Linked DNA regions of Mus musculus: region 2 is linked to region 1. The links are chromatin contacts, called in public HiChIP or PLAC-seq maps. All regions are on one chromosome and are shown on one strand. Each heading gives the region's core, a stretch centred on a gene start, on an enhancer-like site or on the middle of the called end of the contact. The rest is flanking DNA. Distances are from core to core; before and after follow the strand shown. Region 1 overlaps Gpat3 (glycerol-3-phosphate acyltransferase 3). Region 2 overlaps Wdfy3 (WD repeat and FYVE domain containing 3).

Region 1 (6,422 bases), core at 2,838-5,337:
TAAAGAGAATCCTTTGCTTATGTTACAGTGGGAAGAAACCAGTGATGTGTGAATGGCCTGGTAGAGGGTGAACCTCAGGCAGGGTCCTTCCCATTTGTTTGTGTGGTAATCTCAGAGCAGTGGGAGAGAGGGTCACTCGATTTCCTAGGTCAGATGCAGGGTTCCCCAGTATGTCTCTCTCAATGTTCTGTTTGTTCCAGAACTTAATTAGCTAATGGGGAGGGAATATGGACTGCCTGGACTATTTCCATTTTCAAAAGGTTCTGGGAGCAGAGTGAGTATATTCCTTACATCTGTAAATCCTCAGAGACAGTAGTGAACAAGAGGGGAGAGGAGGGCATACAGCCTCTGAGATGAAGTGACTGCTCCTGAGCTCCTGGTAGCTGTTGCCTGGACATGCTGGCTTCACCTGGGAAATGGGTCAGCCCTGCAGCATCAGGATATAGGGGGTAACAGTGACACCCTCTGGCCCTGTCATATTTCAGTCTATTGAGCCACAACATACCGTGTGCTGATGACATCATAGATGAATGAGACTATGACCTTTATAAAAAGTTAACTTTTACTTTGGCGACAGTGACATTTTTAAAGTCCTAGATGCCATTACAGTCCATGATGCTCTCTTGGGTTTGGAGGAGCACACTGAACTTAGGGCCTTGCATATGCTGCACACTCGTACCACTGAGTTTCAGTTTTCTCTTTTATCGTGGAGTTGTGGCAAGAGTGAGAGGTACTAAGAGATAAGACGCTGAGACGAGGTAAAGAAGACATGTTCTGGTTACTTGCTTGAATACATAAAATAATCCAGGTTATGAATTATGGTGGTGCCTTCAGTAAATGGAAGGCAGAGGCAGGCAGATCTCTGTGCGTTCAAAGCCTGATCTACATAGGAAACCTCAACAAACACAGAACAAGATTAACGCAAGATAGCACAGCATATGTCCCCGTCCCTGACAGTAGGTGGCGTGACTTCAGCTACATTTGGCACCTATCAGTGTTTCTTTACAGCCCTTCCTCTTTCTGCCTCTCCAGTGGCCTTGGTTCTGATCTGCTTGACTGAGTTAACTTCCTCGTTTCTGCTGACTCATGGGTCCTTGTCAGCTTGTGTGCTTGTGCTCACGTATCTAAATCAGTGTGCGCTTGTCTTCTTGCTTACGGTGACCCAGCCACAGGATCTCAGTGTCAGGGTGTGGTGCTGGCAAGCTTTCTTTTTTTGTTTTGTTTTGTTTTGTTTTGTTTTGTTTTGTTTTTCGAGACAGGGTTTCTCTGTATAGCCCTGGCTGTCCTGGAGCTCACTTTGTAGACCAGGCTGGCCTCGAACTCAGAAATCCGCCTGCCTCTGCCTCCCGAGTGCTGGGATTAAAGGCGTGTGCCACCATGCCCGGCTGCTGGCAAGCTTTCAATTTGTATATTACCCAGCTTTCCATGCAATGAACACACATCTATTAATTAACTCTTTTAAACAAGCTCAATGTAAGTTTTGAAAATTTTGAAGCCATATTTCGATTGATATGACTTTTAAAAAAAAGATTTATTTACTTTATGTGAGTACACTGTAGCTGTCTCAGACACACCAGAAGAGGGCATCTGATCCCATTCCAGACGGTTGTGAGCCACCATGTGGTTGCTGAGAACTGAACTCAGGACCTTCGGAAGAGCAGTCAGTGCTCTTAACTGCTGAGCCATCTCTCCAGCCCCTGACTTTTTTTTTTTTTTTTTTTAGACAGGGTCTTTCTCTATAGTGTGGGATGGCTGTGATTCTCTATGTAGACTATATTGGCCCTATTGTCTAGAGATCCACCTGCCTCTGCCTCCCAACTTGGTTTTGTGTGTGTGTGCTTGATTATGTAATTGGTTAAAATCATATCCCATAATGGAGTGGGCAGTTTTTAACCTTAAAGCAAACACAGACTTGGTGTTCTGCTGGTGTGGTTACTCTTACTGACCTGAGGGAAAGGTATCAGGTAATATCGACTGAGCACTGGCACGAGAGGAGGAGCCCAGGGGATGGTAGGTGCTCAGGAACTGACCTAATCTGGCTGGTGCAGGCTGTGGGCATGAGGTGGGGCAGGAGGCCTTTGGAGTTGGGGATTCCGGTTTGTGTTGTTTCCTGAATGGACTTGAATTGATGCTAGGCTCAGAGATGTGGCTTTCATGCCTGAAGTGTCATGATTAGACGGGGACATGGTGAGGCAACTAGAGGTATGGTGGGGCTGAAGCTGTTCCTGAAGGCATAGGGACTTGAATCTGAGCAGTGAGAAGCTTTGGGCAAGAAGGCAGCACTGTAGACACACCTTTGGGAGCACTGCAGTGAAATCTGAAGTGGGAGAATCCTCCTCCATCTTCCCCTCCTTGTCTCTTGTCTCTTCCCTCCTCCCCTCCTCCTTCCTTCTCTTCCTTCTCTCTTCCCCCCTTTCCTCTTCCCTCCCTCTTGCCTTCTTCCTCCCTCCTCCCTCCCTCCCTCCCTCCCTCCCTCCCTCCCTCCCTCCCTCCCTCCCTCCCTCCATCTCTTTCTCTTCTCTTTTCTTCCTTCCACCCTCTCCCTCATTTTCCACATCTCCCTCCCATTGGAAATGGAGCCTTTCGCCTCCTCCTTGCAGGCTAGACAAGTACTCAGTCACTGGGAAGACTGCACACAGGCTGGAGACTCGGTGCTCTAGGAACCAGTGAGGTGAGGCTCAGCCAGGAGAGGGTGGGAACAGGAGATACACAGGCTGTGCACTTTCTCCCCGACTCCTCCTTCTGCCCACGGATTCTCTTTTGTGTATGTTTTTCCCTCTCAAGAATAATGGATGTCTATCAACTTGTCCAGAAGTGAAGATACTGAGGCACTTTTTAAAAAATCTGGAGCAGGCTTTTACAGCTCACCCAAAGATTGAGCATTCACGGTTAAGATGTAAGATTTGGGTAATGTGGGAAGCTGTGCCCTCACTGCACCCTTCCCAGCCCGTGTCTAGTGTGTGCTCTCTGTCCTGTCCCATCCCATCCCATCCCATCCCATCCCATCCCATCCCATCCCATCCCATCCCATCCCATCCCATCCCATCTTATCCCATCTCATCCCAGAGCCTAGTTACGAACTTCTTTTTATTGCATGAAGCAGGCTTTTAAAAACATTTATTACATTATATTCCTTTGCACAAACACTGATAGTTTGTTTATTTGTGGTTCTGTTGACTGACATTTCGGTTATTTTCAGGTTTTAACCATTAGGAACAGAGCTGCTGAGCACATGGTTGTACAGAAATTCTGGCCAGCCTTTTGGCTGTAGGATAAGCAAATAACTGTCTAGCTTTATTAGAAAGAGCCGACAGTATTCTGATGTTTGCACACACTCACTAGAGCACTTACCAAGACTTTGGTACATGTGTTTCATATGTCTTTTTTTTCCCAGGTTTTCTTGTGGAAGTATTTGTGTTTTGATTTGAGACTGGGCCTCAATCTTTCTGCCTGAGCCTCCAGAGTGAGGAGATTTTAGGTGTCAGCCACCCATAGTACTTGGCGTGTTGAACTATTTTTAAAATTCAAATTAATTGTAAATAAAGCATACGAATGACATGGAAAGTTTAGAATTTACACATAAGTACTAGCATGCCCTGGGCTGGAGAGATGATGCAGCAGTCCAGGGAGTACTTAAGTGCTTGGTCAGAGGACAGAGTTCACTTCCCAGCACCCACATCAGACAGCTCACAACTGTGACCTCAGCTTTAGGGGTCTGGGCATCTTCTGGCCTCCACAGTCTGCAACCCTCTCACGGCCTCTCGTTTCCAGCACTGCATAAGCTGGCCAGGGCGGCTCAGGTCTGTGATCTCTGGGGTGAGGCCGGAGGGAGGAGGAGCGGGAAGAGGCCATCCTTAGCTACAGAACAGAGACTTAATTCAAGGTCCGCCTGGGCTCTGATATGCTCTCTCAAACAAAAGTCAGACAATCAGTGCACTTAATTCCATTTTGACGCTTCACTAAATTCATAACATTCGGACAGATTAATAAAAGAAAGTATTTGGGAAAGAGTAAAGTGATTAACAGAAGCTCCAAGAGTCACTGTGAGGCGTGCAGAGCCGGGTGCCCAACTAACCAAGCCCTGAGGGTGACACTTGACTGGTGGCCCAGGGGACTCGTTGGGTCTGGTGAGTCTGGAGCCTAGCCTTGTCATGTTACTGCTAAATCATTGTGGAAAAGGGGATGGGAAAAGGTGGACCGGGGGCCTGCTGATTCCTGTGTAGCTGGTGCAGTGAGTCACACACCAATGTCCACAGCAATTGACATCCAGGAGAAAGATAAGATCGCTGTGTCTCCACAGCTAAGTCACTGACTACCGGGTCGAGCCCTTCCCTCGGCGTTAAGTATTTCTGTTCTTTAATACCGGTGGGACTTCATCTCCTTCCCTCCCCAACTCTAACAAACAGCTGTGCATTGCAGTTGTTTTCTCTCAGTCTGTTTAAAATCAGGCCAAGTGCATCTGTGGGTCAGAAGGAAGTTAGGTTTCTGTAGGGAGGGATGCTTACTCAGACTACAAGAGGGAGGATCCCCTCAGAGCAGGAAAAGGGCTTTGGGATTTGTAGTTGATTTGGGGGTCAGTAAACTCCTCCTCTGTCCCACTTGCTCAATAATTGGGGGTGAAATAGAAGAACAGCATATATAGGAAAGAGTTGGAAATTACAAACACACAGTATATTGTATTTCTAAAAATAGTTACCTTTCATCTAGAGTAGTGGTTCTCACCCTTCCTAATGCTTTGACACTTTAACACAGTTCCTTGTGTTGTGGTGACAACCCATCCCCACCCTTCCCACCCAGGCCTGCCAACAACCACAACACTATTTTCGTTGCTACTTTGTCACCTTAATTTTGCTACTGTTAATTGTAGTGTAAGGGCTAGAGAGATGGCTCAAGCGGTTAAGAGCACTGACTGTTCTTCCAGAGGTCATGAGTTCAATTCCCAGCAACCACATGGTCGCTCACAACCAACTGTAATGGGATCTGATGCCCTTTTCTGATGTGTCTGAAGAGAGCCACAGTGTACTCATACATAAAATAAATAAATGTTTTTTTAAAGAATTGTAATGTAAATCTCTGTGCTTTCAATGGTCTTAGGTGAAGCCTGTTAAAGGGTCTTTCGATCACCAAGGGGTCACAACTCATAGGTTGAGAAACATTGATCTTGATTAAGAAATGGGACATTACCAGTTCTCAGAAGGTTCGAATGCTCTCCTCTTCCACTGGAGAGTATACATCTGACAAGTCCATATCAGATTTACCTTTAAATATTTCCACAAAAACAATGTTAGGATGGGAGATTGCCTACTTATAGGATCCTTTTTGAGACAGGGTCTGGGGTACTGCAGGCTTACCTCACTGTGCAGCTGAGCATGCTGTCAAACTCCTGCCCACCTCGCAGTTGCTGCAAAGACAGACACATGCTATTGTTCAAACATTTACTTTTAGTTACAATTTTAACTTGATGTGTATTCAGGCTCTGCCTGCATCCATGTTGGCTTACCACTTATACCTGGTACGCCAGGAGGCAAGAAGGCAGCATTGGTCCTCCCAAGACTGGAGCTAAAGTGTGAGCCACCAAGGGGGTGCTAGGCTATGCCCTGTGGAAGAGCAGCCATCTCCCTAGCCCATTTTCACTTTTCTCTGATGCTGAGTATCTAACCCACAGCTCTTCGAATGCTAGGCGAGCACTGTACTGACTGAGTTGGCTTCTTGATCAACCAAGGTTTCAGTGAGAGAGTGTTTGGAATAATGGACTTCGCAGTGTTGGTAGGTTAAGGGTCTGCTTATGTGTTAATTGCTACGTCCTCTTTGGGGCTGCAGTAGGCCCGATTTTCTTAATTGGTTGCTTAGAAAGTTCCCTTTATAACTAGGGGGGGGGGGAGAACACTAGTGTGATTTATAACTGGGTAGTTATTCCAAAGGTTCACTCAGCTAATTTAGAGTTAATTATGGTTAAGATGGTTTTAGCTTCTGCCTCCATTTCTACATGCCTTTCACAAGTGGCATTATTTATGTAGGGATGACTTGTTAAAGGCAGAAGGCCATGGGCAGCTTGTGCAATTAATCTCTTGCCTTAGACACAGAACTGGCTCCAATTTTCTTTTCATGCAAGCATGCTCTGTTAGCTCAGTCTAAGCAGTTGGTATAAGGGCAAAGTTCAAATATTCATGACTTTATTTTCTGATACTGAGGTGTAAAATTAAAGGAAAAATTTCCTAGAATCAATCTGTGATAATTTAAGGAGTGTGGGATCTGAAATATCAGGATTAATCTGTTAAAAATAAAGACTCCCTTTAAAAATTATTATTATTTTAATTTATGTGTATGAGAGTTTTACCTGTGTGTATACATCCATGTACTGTGTGTATGCCTAGTCCCCTTGGAGGCCAGAAGAGTGTCAGATCCCCTGGAAGGAGCTATAG
Region 2 (6,235 bases), core at 3,526-6,025, 1.0 Mb after region 1:
AGAGAAGGCTTCACAGAGCGTAATGTTCAGTTACTCTGCCCTGAAGGGAGAGAGACCCCAACAGTCTATGGCTGCTTTTCCAATCACCATCAAGTTAATGATGATGTAATTTTACCATCTTAGTTCTGAAGGTCTGATTGATGTAAGACATAGTCCTGGCAACCTACAGTGGAGGTGTCTGCAGGAATGTCTTGCTTGTGGGGAACCGCCCACTTTCTTCCTACCTACCCATGGCCTTTTTTCATCTTTAAAGCCAGACATGTCCCATTCTCCCAGACTGGGCTTCACCACTGAGAGACCTTCATGGTTCAACTGGGCCCATCCCACACTATCTTCCCAGGGAAAGCCGCCACGGCTCACTGAAAGCTCTCAGCTTACCTGCTTCGCAATGGCTTTGCTGTCTAACTTGTTGTAGACTTTCCGGATTCTTGCCACTGTTAGGGAGGACACGGACAGAGCGTAGAGTCCAAAGGACACCTTTTCCTCTGCGACCAGAGACACGGGGGACGGGGTGACACCTTCCGACTTTGCATCTTTACCTTCAAAAGAGGAGGGATTCTTTTCACGCTCCACCCTCAGAACAACGCGTTTATTCTGTCTCTTGCCTGGGTGGACTTAAATATTGTTTTAAAGTAGGAAAGCGAGCCAGATTTGAAGGCACTTTACTTCATCTGTAGCTCTTGTCTATTTCTTTGAATGCAGTATAGGGAAGGACTTGCCAGTCATACGCGCCTCACTGTTTGACTCTTAAAGTACCTTCCCATAGGGCCCATTGTAAAGGAAGCAAAAGAACGTTACCTGTTGTCTACCAAGTCATCAGACCTCGATTGTATATGGAAAGGAAAGAAAACACCCAGGTGTCTGCAAGCTTAGAGGCCCTGACCCCTCTTCTCACGAACTCACACGTACACCTCCCACGCTCCTCAGGACCACACTGCACCGCAGGAAGCATACATGCTGTAAATCTCACTTTTACTTAAAAATCTAAGCGGCAAACCTACTTTGTCTGTCTGTCTGTCTGTCTGTGCCTCAGTTTCCACATGGGTGAAATGGGAGTGATAATGGTAGGAGCTAACACTTGGTTTGGAGATGAATAAACATACGTGAGGAGGGTCTGGGAGCAAATGTGGCCTTTGGGTATACTAACTGGCTGAGCGCATGGCACGTTCACTCTTCCTAGACGCTCTGTGAATCAATACTGAGTGAACAGAGCTCAGTCATCGCCCGGTGATTAAGGTGTACGCTACCTTGTCGAAACATCTCTGAGACCATGCTTAGAAAAGAACAAGGAAAGGCAAATGTGACACATCTGCACAGCCCGAACAAACCGTAGCCGATGTCAGTCCCTTTATTCTGTATTTCTTTTGAAAAGGGGGATTTCAAAAAACGGACAATCAGGAATAGGAATAGCTTTAAACTTGAGAATACGTTTGTTTCCTCAGTAACTATTAAATATTTTAAGTCACTCCATGTAATAGAAGTTATAGAAAGAAAATAGGAAAGAGGTTGCTCTCTTACAGGGTAAATACCCTCCCGTTTGATACAAGAAGGAACCCTGGAAAATTAGCAAACAGATAACAGATCAGAAAGTGCACTGTGACGGTGGGAGAAACATTATACTTCATTCCATCCACCTCTTTAATTGCAGTGCTGGGAATTCACATCAAGGCCCAGACATTCGAGCTAAGCATGCTAACCCTGAGCTAACCCTGAGCTAACCCTGAGCTCTATCCTCACCCCGCAGAGGACATTTTCAACAGGAAGAATCAAAGAAATCATCCCAAAGCAAATGAATGGAAAGAACTCTTTCCCAGCCAAACACAGGCATGTCCAAGCGCAAGTGCACGTGCACCCCCCCACACACACACACGTGCATACACACACACATACATACACGTGCAAACATACACACACAGATTCACACACACACATGTGCATACACACACTCCCATACGCACACACATACATACACGTGCAAACATACACACACAGATTCACACACACACATGTGCATACACACACTCCCATACGCACACACATACATACACGTGCAAACATACACACACAGATTCACACACACACACATGTGCATACACACACTCCCATACACACACACATACATACACGTGCAAACATACACACACAGATTCACACACACACATGTGCATATACACACACACACACACACTCCCATACACACACACATACATACACGTGCAAACACACACACACAGATTCACACACACACATGTGCATACACACACACACACACACACACTCCCATACACACACACATACATACACATGCAAGCATACACACACAGATTCACACACACACATGTGCATACACACACACACACACACACACACACACACACCCCTATGTTGCAGGACTTACTCCCTGCACCGTGTCAAGAATGCATGATAACATGAACTCACATGGCACGCAGACAGCCTGAAAGCTTCCAACATAGTTTGGTCCCAGTTCATAAATAGTAGTCACGCTAGAAGGAGGTAAAACTTCTTCCAGAAAATGGGTGGGCCCCAGGCGCCAGACCAGCGAGGCGATCTGGCGCTGCGCAGGTGGAGTGCCGACGTAAGCATAGACTGTGCTCAGTACTGGGGGGTTTGCAGAGCCTGAGCCCCCAGGAGTGCTGTGGACATAATGCAGCTGCAAAGAAGACACAGGTGTGAGACGCGGACACTTAGCCCAGGAATGGCTACCTTATTGTACGTGTTCTCCTTATCTCAAGACCCAGGACTTCAGAGATATCAGAACCAAGCTGAGAAACACAAGGCAAGACCGTAGGGTCTGTAACTGGGCACTCAGTGTGGCAGTGTGGCTAGATCTGCCATCAAGTTCTCACCAAGTAAACTATATCTAAAAACGGTAACAGTTGTATACAGGGACGACGTCACTTGCTCACTGCAGTCTCCTTGTATTCATGACGCTTCTCTGCAAAGGAGGTGTTCACAGTTCTACGATAACCACCTGAGATGTGAGCCTGCTAACTTAAAGTATCTCGAGTTACAAAAGTCAAGTGCATGGTTTATATGCATGTATATTACCTCAATACAAGAGAGGCATGGTTAACTGACATTCTTAGAGTTGAAAACACTTATATTTACTGATGAGACAACTCAATTATCAACCAACCCATGTTAAATAAATATATATTTAGGCAGGCTGTGAGATGAGAAACTGAGTTACTGCTTGTGAAGGTGGCCTCTGTCACAGGGGAGGCCATTTCCATTGAGTTGTTTCTTCATCAACATCAGTCAACTTCAGATCACATCTATTATTTTATGTATATTAAAGAATGGTCCCAGGGTTGTTTCAAGCATAGTGGTGAAGATCTTCATGTAATACTACCCCTGATTACTCACAGTATGTGTGTGTGTGTATATGTGTGTGTGTGCATGTGTGTATTCAACTATCTATCTATCTATCTATCTATCTATCTATCTATCTATCTATCTACCTACCTACCTACCTACCTATCTATCTATCTATCTATCTATCTATATCTACCTATCATCTATCAATTATCTATCAATCTACCTACCTGCATACCTATCTATCATCTATTTATCTATCTACCTACATGTCTATCTATCTGCATATCTACCTATCATCTATCAATTGTCTATCAATTGTCAATCAATTAATTAATCTATTAATCTACCAACCTACATACCTATCTGTCTATATATCATCTGTCTGTCTGTCTGTCTGTCTGTCTGTCTGTCTATCTATCTATCACACACACACATATATTACAAAGAAATCAATGGACACTGCAATGGGATATTTTAGCACTTACCTTAGCATATAACATCACAATAAAACATCAGTACTTTTAGGAAAGGAAAATCATTCACAGCTGATTTTACACAAAAGACCCATTTGAAAAAATAGCACTATCAGTCTAAGATGGATACTGTCTTACAGAGGTTAAGGAATTTTAACCACGCCAAGTTCTGTAGATATTAAGTACAGCTTATAGCCTGGTCTACAGTGCTGAGGACCAGAAAAAGTACTTTACAGCATCTTCCAGCCCCTGGAACGCCTGTGAAATCTTTAGCACTCTGAAAATATAAAATTTAGAATACGTCGAAATGTGCAGATTGTTTTATGACAGATGCTGGCACTAAGACAGCTTTAGAGTTTGGAGTATTTTGGACATTAGGTTTGGGGACATTCACCTGTGACAATATCTTTATTCAGAAGAGACTGTTTAGTACTTCCCCTCTCCCAGCTGCTCCTGAAACTAGAGTGTGGAGTTCTCCATGAATGCTCATCCCCCATTCTGTCAGCAGAAGGCTGCAGATATAGATACAGTGGCTGCTGCTGCTCAAGAGTGAGAACCTAGCCTGGACTCTCCGCACCCAGGTGAAGACCGAGCGCTGGTGTTTCGGGGTACAGCATGCTTACCTTGACGGTGCTGACCAGTTGCCCGTCGAGGTAGAGGGCCGCGGTGCTGTTCTTCAGCATGCCTCTGCTCATGAGCAGAGCCAGGTGGTGCCACTGTCCCTCCACTACCAGCTCTCCACACCGGAAGCGGGCACAGCACGGGAGGATCTCATAGAAAGAGGACTCTTCACTGAAATCATCAACTAAATAAGACAGAGGGGAAGGACGTGAGCGTGCTTGCCCACACTGTCCCTGTGCTGGATCACAGATTTCTAGATCAGCAGATTCAGATAGTCCGTGACACAGAGGCAGCATCCTGCGCATCCCACAACCAGTTGCTGGTCTGTGATCATCCTGCCAGAACCACAGGACAGCAGCTGCAGGGAGCCCTGCTGCGTGGCACTGGGTACAAACTATCTGCTGTTCCAAGTTCTTGCTTCCTGTGAGAACCTTGTCCAATAGACACCCTCCTCTGCCAGCACTGCCTAACTCTACCCTCTGATTGCTGCTTAGCACCAGCCAGACTGTGCTAAGAAACAGTAGCTTTATTCACATGTAAACAGTAAGATAATACCTTCTCCTCTTAGTTCTTTATTGTTTATTTTTGAAGTTGTAATTTAATTACAACATTACTCTTTTCCCTTTCTTCCTCTAAACTCTCCCCCACTCTCAAAGGATCCCAGATCCTTCCCATCTCCATATTCAATAAACTATTTTGGTCAACTACAACAAAAAAGAAACAATGGGGCTATATGAATTTCATTTTCACATTTGTCTAATTGAAAATTAATGTTCTGCCATTGGTTTGTTGTTCTTAGTGGTGCTGGGAGTCAAATCCAGAGACAGACACGAGGCTGCACATATTTTTATTCTTCCCCTGGGCTAGAACACAGTCCTACCCTTTCTCAGTGTTTGTAGCTGAGCAGACGACAGTGAGAGACAGAATGGAGAAGCCCACACAGGAAGTGAACTTACCTGGCCTCAGGAAGTCATAGTTACAGACAGAGGGGTGTGAAGGATGTCATAGAGAGCACAGGGCCAGCATGTGCTTAGCATGTACAGAGCCCTGGTCTCAATCATTCCACACACACAAAAAGACGTGCACATCAGCACTGCCAAGAGGGCTTCTGGGTAAAGGCGCTCACTGCTAAGCTGGATCTGAGGGGCCCACATGCAAATCACATCACCAACCACTGTATCAACTTGTGTACATTTACAGTGGCACAAATTACACCCCTCCCCCCCTAAAAACATTCAGAGCAGAGAACCGAGGTTTGTGTCTTCCACTTCCTTACTAATAAAACGGTAAATATCCTCTAGTACTAAAGAGGCCATTACTTAAAAATGTCAAGAGAGGTAGGACATAGCTCGGCTTCTAGGGTGCTTGCCTACCATGCATGAGGGCCTGGCCTCGGTCACTAATGAGTGACGTTGGGGTGGGAGGTGCATGCCGGTCATTACAGCACAGGGAGTGGAGACAGGATCAGGATTCCCAGGCCAGCCTTGGGCTCACAATGAAATTTACATCTCAGAAATAAACCAACAGGAGCGGTGTGGGAGTTTCATTTTCGGGGATGAACCTGGTTGTCATACAACAGTAAGCCGGTGCAAAGTGCTGCAGTTAGGGTTAGCCGCGCGGGCGTCTAGCTAGCGTATTAGCTGAGGGTTGTCAGCAGTCAGGATAGGAAGTAGAGGGAGAGGTGGGTTTATAAATAAATGTCAGCTAAAGACCTGCTCAGAATACTCAAGTATTTAAATGCAGACTCCACTCTGCGTGTGGAAATACAAGCACCAAGCTTAGAACACAGACAGATTTTTTTA

What was found. HiChIP or PLAC-seq counts read pairs in DNA pulled down with a chosen protein or histone mark.
Region 2: a contact with region 1 is called in an SMC1A HiChIP or PLAC-seq map of large pre-B cells, with 7 times the contacts expected there. The contact joins two enhancer-like sites. A contact is called at or near these places in 1 of 15 datasets of contacts at CTCF or cohesin (large pre-B cells) and 1 of 115 datasets of contacts at active chromatin or transcription factors (large pre-B cells).

Annotation. Positions count from the first base shown.
Region 1 is chr5:100,871,159-100,877,580 of GRCm38.p6, forward strand. The region is part of intron 3 of Gpat3 (glycerol-3-phosphate acyltransferase 3); the gene reads left to right. Among named protein-coding and RNA genes, the nearest start is that of Gm46917, 27 kb to the left of the region's middle. Within about 2 kb of position 4,088, at least 27 of the 459 cell types and tissues checked have an H3K27ac peak or open chromatin away from gene starts, as enhancers often do.
Region 2 is chr5:101,914,961-101,921,195 of GRCm38.p6, forward strand. It overlaps Wdfy3 (WD repeat and FYVE domain containing 3), which reads right to left. Exons shown (of 67, transcript NM_172882.3): 22 at 4,436-4,617; 23 at 2,440-2,671; 24 at 379-539. Among named protein-coding and RNA genes, the nearest start is that of Gm42135, 30 kb to the right of the region's middle. Within about 2 kb of position 4,776, at least 16 of the 459 cell types and tissues checked have an H3K27ac peak or open chromatin away from gene starts, as enhancers often do.